2 separate regions of the Pan troglodytes genome follow, and region 2 is linked to region 1. The links are chromatin contacts, called in public capture Hi-C maps. All regions are on one chromosome and are shown on one strand. Each heading gives the region's core, a stretch centred on a gene start, on an enhancer-like site or on the middle of the called end of the contact. The rest is flanking DNA. Distances are from core to core; before and after follow the strand shown. Region 1 has its middle 30 kb from the start of SRSF3. Region 2 overlaps CPNE5 (copine 5).

What was found. Capture Hi-C pulls out chosen DNA fragments and counts their contacts.
Region 2: a capture Hi-C map of stem cell-derived neural stem cells shows a contact between it and region 1, with 10 times the contacts expected there. The contact joins two enhancer-like sites. A contact is called at or near these places in 4 of 7 Hi-C or Micro-C datasets (blood, induced pluripotent stem cells, a lymphoblastoid cell line and 1 more) and 1 of 1 other capture datasets (stem cell-derived neural stem cells).

Annotation. Positions count from the first base shown.
Region 1 is chr5:42,496,454-42,499,430 of NHGRI_mPanTro3-v2.0_pri, forward strand. No RefSeq gene overlaps it. Among named protein-coding and RNA genes, the nearest start is that of SRSF3, 30 kb to the left of the region's middle. Within about 2 kb of position 1,323, at least 5 of the 24 cell types and tissues checked have an H3K27ac peak or open chromatin away from gene starts, as enhancers often do. A contact at or near this core is called in stem cell-derived neural stem cells, where this site is marked.
Region 2 is chr5:42,633,509-42,636,330 of NHGRI_mPanTro3-v2.0_pri, forward strand. All of the region lies in intron 13 of CPNE5 (copine 5), which reads right to left. Among named protein-coding and RNA genes, the nearest start is that of RAB44, 63 kb to the left of the region's middle. Within about 2 kb of position 1,338, at least 7 of the 24 cell types and tissues checked have an H3K27ac peak or open chromatin away from gene starts, as enhancers often do. A contact at or near this core is called in stem cell-derived neural stem cells, where this site is marked.

The DNA of each region.
Region 1 (2,977 bases), core at 73-2,572:
GTAGCTGGGACTACAGGCGCCCGCCACCACACCCGGCTAATTTTTTGTATTTTTAGTAGAGACAGGGTCTCACCATGTTAGCTAGGATGGTCTCGATCTCCTGACTTCATGATCTGCCCGCCTCGGCCTCCCAAAGTGCTGGGATTACAGGCGTGAGCCACCACACCTAGCCCACAACAAATTTTAGAGAGTAGGTACTATTGCTGTCCCCATTTTAGGAAACACAGAAGTTGGTTCCAGCCACAAGGAAGTGGCTTCATCCATCATCAAGAAGTTGATTCCAGCCCACGTGGATGGCTTTGAGGAGTTCAAGACTTTAGTGGAGGAAGTGATGAAAGATGTGGTGGAAATAGCAAGAGAACTAAAACTGAGTCTGGAGATGTGACAGGCTCCACTTTCAGTTCTCTTGCTATTCCCACATGACCATGGTCCAGGATCCTGAGTTTATGTTCAGGAAATAAGACTCAGCGAAAACTTGCAGTCACTTTCATAATCATTAATGCAGAGATTCTCAATAAATTCTTAAGGCTCCACCACGCTCCAACATAAAGTAACACATTCAGTTTGTTACAGAAATGGTAATAAGGCAACACTATGCAATACTATGTGTACAATGCAGCACTTTGCAGTACCAAAATCCATGCCTACAAAGCACTGCACAAGAACACATACAAATAAAGGATATAGTAGAATGGCTGCCTGTGGGGTGGGGGCATGGAAATGACAATGGAGGGAGGGGGGAATACATGAAGCAAGAGGTGACTAGTCAGGACCAATGATGACAGCCAGCCATCACCTGGGGAATAGGAGGGACTCATCCCACTGCACCTGAGGACTAAAAATAAAATGGAATGGAAACAAGACCCTGGGTGAAATCACTCGGCCTGAAATACACTGGCCCTGGGCTCAAAGAGGAAAGGTGGGGACACATCCTGGGCTGCCTCATCAAACCAGGAGCCTGCAAGAGCGTCCCTGTGTGTGTGTGGAGGGGGTGAGGACAAAGGGAGGGTCAACCACACCCAGTTCTGTGAGCTCAAACACCAGACTAAAGGCCACAGGCAGACCCTCCAAGGCCTCAGGGAAGGAGTGAAGAGAAAGGCCTGGGTGGTCAGTGTCAGAGGCGGCACAGTCACCTGCTGTCATGCTTATTTCACCAAGGTTTAGCCAAATGCACTATTAGGGTGTCAAGAAAATATGGATATAGGGCAACAATCCTGTGATTGTATGATGACTGTAGGCTTGATCATCATAAGGGTCCTGCCATATGCTGGTCCAGTTGGCACGCCCACCCATCTCCTGTGCCAGTGGAGTGTGCCTGTGAAACAGCGGTCAGCTCTTCTGGTGGCCCTGAGGATCAGGGTGAAGGAAGAGTGGATCTTCATTTAGTTAGTTTGCCCCTCTGCAGGAGGAGGGGAGTTGGATACAGACCTCTCCTAACAACCCGCCTGGCTACTGGAACCTTCCTGAGAAATGTGGTTAACCTCTGGGCGCAGAGCCAGCAGTTCTAGGCTCCCGTCACAAGGGGGCAGGATGGGGAAGAAAACAGGTTCTCAATTCCAGGCCTTGGACCCGTCCGGTTTGCTGGCAGGGGCAGGAAGGAGGGTGGGGTCGGGAGTGTGTGGTGGTTGATGAGGGATCCAACCATCGTTCCGCAAGAGCGGCTTGTTTATTAAACATGAAATGAGGGAAAAGCCTAGTAGCTCCATTGGATTGGGAAGAATGGCAAAGAGAGACAGGCGTCATTTTCTAGAAAGCAATCTTCACACCTGTTGGTCCTCACCCATTGAATGTCCTCACCCAATCTCCAACACAGAAATGAGTGACTGTGTGTGCACATGCGTGTGCATGTGTGAAGGTATGAGTGTGAATGTGTCTATATGGGAACATATATGTGATTGTATGTGTGTAACTATGTGTGACTGGCAGCGTGGGGAGTGCTGGTTGGAGTGTGGTGTGATGTGAGTATGCATGAGTGGCTGTGTGTATGACTGTGGCGGGAGGCGGAAGGGGAGAAGCAGCAGGCTCAGGTGTCGCCAGAGAGGCTGGGAGGAAACTATAAACCTGGGCAATTTCCTCCTCATCAGCGAGCCTTTCTTGGGCAATAGGGGCAGAGCTCAAAGTTCACAGAGATAGTGCCTGGGAGGCATGAGGCAAGGCGGAAGTACTGCGAGGAGGGGCAGAGGGTCTGACACTTGAGGGGTTCTAATGGGAAAGGAAAGACCCACACTGAATTCCACTTAGCCCCAGACCCTGGGCCCGGCGGTGCCGGCTTCCAACCATACCAACCATTTCCAAGTGTTGCCGGCAGAAGTTAACCTCTCTTAGCCTCAGTTTCCCCACCTGTAAAATGGCAGAAGTAACCAAGCTTACCTTCCCGGCAGTGTGTGAGGATGAAAAGAGCTATGTACGTGATGCACTTAGAAGAAGGTCTAGGGTGTGAGTGGTACTCATCTGGTGGGTGTGGAGAAGACATTCTAGGCAATGAGGCCTGGGGAGAGCCTGGCCCATGGCTTCCACTCAGCAAGGTCAGTTTCCTGTCCTCTGCACTCCCAGCCTTCCAGAGAGGACCTTCCCAACCAGCACTCCCCACGCTGCCAGTCACACATAGTTACACACATACAATCACATATATGTTCCCATATAGACACATTCACACTCATACCTTCACACATGCACACGCATGTGCACACACAGTCACTCATTTCTGTGTTGGAGATTGGGTGAGGACATTCAATGGGTGAGGACCAACAGGTGTGAAGATTGCTTTCTAGAAAATGACTCCTGTCTCTCTTTGCCATTCTTCCCAATCCAATGGAGCTACTAGGCTTTTCCCTCATTTCATGTTTAATAAACCTTTCCAATGGCGAAATGGGCTTTCTCAAGAAGTGGTGAGTGTCCCGTCCCTGGGGTGGGGACAGGGGTGGCAGTGGACAAGCCTGCCTGGAGGGAACTGTCAGGCTGATTCCCAGTCCAACTC
Region 2 (2,822 bases), core at 88-2,587, 140 kb after region 1:
CAAAACAGAAAATAGCCAGGAGCACTGACAAGTGTCCACTCCAGGCTCTGGGGTGGGGCGGGTGTGCAGGTGGACACAACTTCCTGGAGGAGGAACACCCACAGGGAGGCTCCGTGGACCAATAGCTCCTACCCAGGAGAAGACAAGAGGGAGTCTCAGGTGCAGGCACCCATATGAATTGAACCCTGGAGGCTGAGACAGCACGGAGGTTCAGAGAGCCTCAGGTGGCAGGACGGGGATGAATGTGGGAACGGGCAGAGGGAAGGGGCAGGGGCCAGCTCCTAGGGGCCTCCAAAGGCATGTGATGTGTGTTTTTATTTACATGCACAGCCAGGCGTGGTGGCTCACACCTGAAATCCCAGCACTTTGCAAGGCCGAGGCGGGTGCATCACCTGAGCTCAGGAGTTGGAGGCTAGACTGGGCAACATGGCAAAAACCCATCTCTACCAAAAATGCAAAAAAAAAAAAAAAATCGCCAGGGTGGTGGTGTGTGCCTGTGGTCCCAGCTACTTGGGAGACTGAGGTGGGAGGATAGCTAGAGCCTGGAAGTAGAGGTGGAGGTTGCAGTAAGCCGAGATTGTGCCACTGCACTCCAGCCTGGGTGAGAATGAGACTCCATCTTAAAAAAAAAAAAAAAAAGCACGCATACACAGATTGCGGGTGGCTGGCTGGGGAAACAGCATCCCAAATGAAAGAGCTTGGAACTTCACCCTGCAGGTCAGTGGATCTCAGCTGCGGTGGGAGCATCTTTCAGTATCTCTTCCCACCTCCCATGTGCGAACCAGGCTAAGGAGGTGGGTGGAATGCCCTACACAGGTTTTAAGCAGGGGAGCGATGTGGTCAGATCACTATTTTGGTGGAGTACGCTGGTTACTGTGTAGAGGACAGAAGGAAGAAAGGAGGCTGTGGCAAAGCCCCATAAGGGGGAGATGATGAGGTTGGTGGTGGTGGCCTGAGATGAGGGGAACGATGTCAGAAAACATGGGTGGTAGGCGAGCAGTGTTTGCTCGTGGACTGGATATGGAATGAGGGATGGGGATGTTAAGTATGACCTCTAAGGTGCCCTGAGCCCCCATGATGGGAATATTTGAGATGAAGCCGGCTCGCCAGGAGGACGGGAGTGCTGTGGGAGGTTTAGCTAATGCGTTCAGTTTTGGAAGGCTGAGCTCCAGGAGGGGCCAGCAGACAGCTGGACATAGGAGCCTGACACTAGGGCAATGCCAGGGCCCGAGGCACAGGTCTTTACTGGCTGAAGCCTGTTCCCTTTTCAGGCAGTTCTGATTCTAGCAAGGCCTTCCTGCCCCAAACCAGCCTCCCCCTGGGACTGCCAGAGCTGTGCTCCTTTTTCAGCTGATGGCCTTCCGATGTGTGCAGACAGTGCTTCTGCCTCCCAGTGTGGCACTTTCTCTTGTTGATTACAAAGAAGCAGGGATCAACAACTGAGAAAACAAGTCAATTGAATGCTTTCTGCTCTTAGCCCGAGAGAAACGGCTCCTTCTGGGCTTGTCAAGCACCTTTAGAAGCCAAGCTCGGAGAGATCCGACCCCTTCCCTTCACCTCCCTAAATCTCCTCAAAGGAGGCCAGAGAACGGTGGCGTCTGCTTCTCTCTGCCTGGGGTGGGGCGGGGGAGCGGGTACAAAGACAGCTTCTCTCTTTGCAGATGCAGAAAACAAAGCAATGTACTGTATTAGAGCCCTTTCAAAGAAATTCATCCACACTCCATCTTCACAATAGCCATGTTCAATCTCATTCAGCATGCGAATGTATAACAGGCACCTACTGTGTGCCCGGCAGTGCCCTGGCCAGTGAGGGGAGGCAACAGACAGGGCTGTCACCTCACCGGCCCTTGGAAAGTCTAGTTGGAACACAAGACCTGCCCACTCAGAACCAACATACAGGGCAAAGGAGTGGGGGTAGCATGGGATTTGGATTCAGTGATGGAACTCAAGGCCAGCTCTTCAACTTTGCTGGCTGAGTGGCTGCTAGCATGAGGACAGTGCCAGGATGGTAGGATGGTTGTAAAATGTGAACCTCTGGGCACACAGTGCTCAGCAGATGGTGACAGAAGACAGTGCTGACCTCTGGGTCAGGCATTGTTCCATTAACTTATTTAATTATCAGTTTGCATGGCATAGAGTAGTTCAGAGACTTAGCCAAGGTCACGTAGCTAGTAAGTGGTAGAGTCAGTATACGAACCCAAGCAGTTATTTGGGTTATAAGTATCTGCCATTAAGTGGGTTTGGCATGAGCCATGATGTCTGTGGAAGTTCAGACAAGAAAGCACGGGGACCAGAGTGGCTGGGAAGACCTCACAGAGGAGCAGAACCTGAGCTAGATTTGGAAGGTGGGGAGGGAATTGCAAAAGGGAGAGCACACAGGAGAACGCGGTGGCTCAGGCCTATAATCCCAGCACTTTGGGAGGCCAAGGCAGGAGGATCGCTTGAGCCCAGGAGCTCAAGACCAGCCTGGGAAACATAGCGAGATCCTGTCTCTACAAGAAATTTAAAAAATTAGTTGGGCATGGTGGTGCGTGCTTGTGGTCCCAGCTACTCGGGAGGCTGAGGTGGGAGGATCGCTTGAGCCTGGGAGATTGGGGCTGCAGTGAGCCAGGGCAACAGAGTGAGGCCCTGTCTCAAAAAAAAAAAAAGAGGGAGAACACACACATGCACACGCATACACACACACGCACATGCACACGCACATACATGCACACACATGCACGCACACACACGCATGCGCACACACACAAATACATGCTCACGCACACACACACACATGCAGACATTGTCCCTTGAGGGCAAATGCTACTGTTACACCTCCA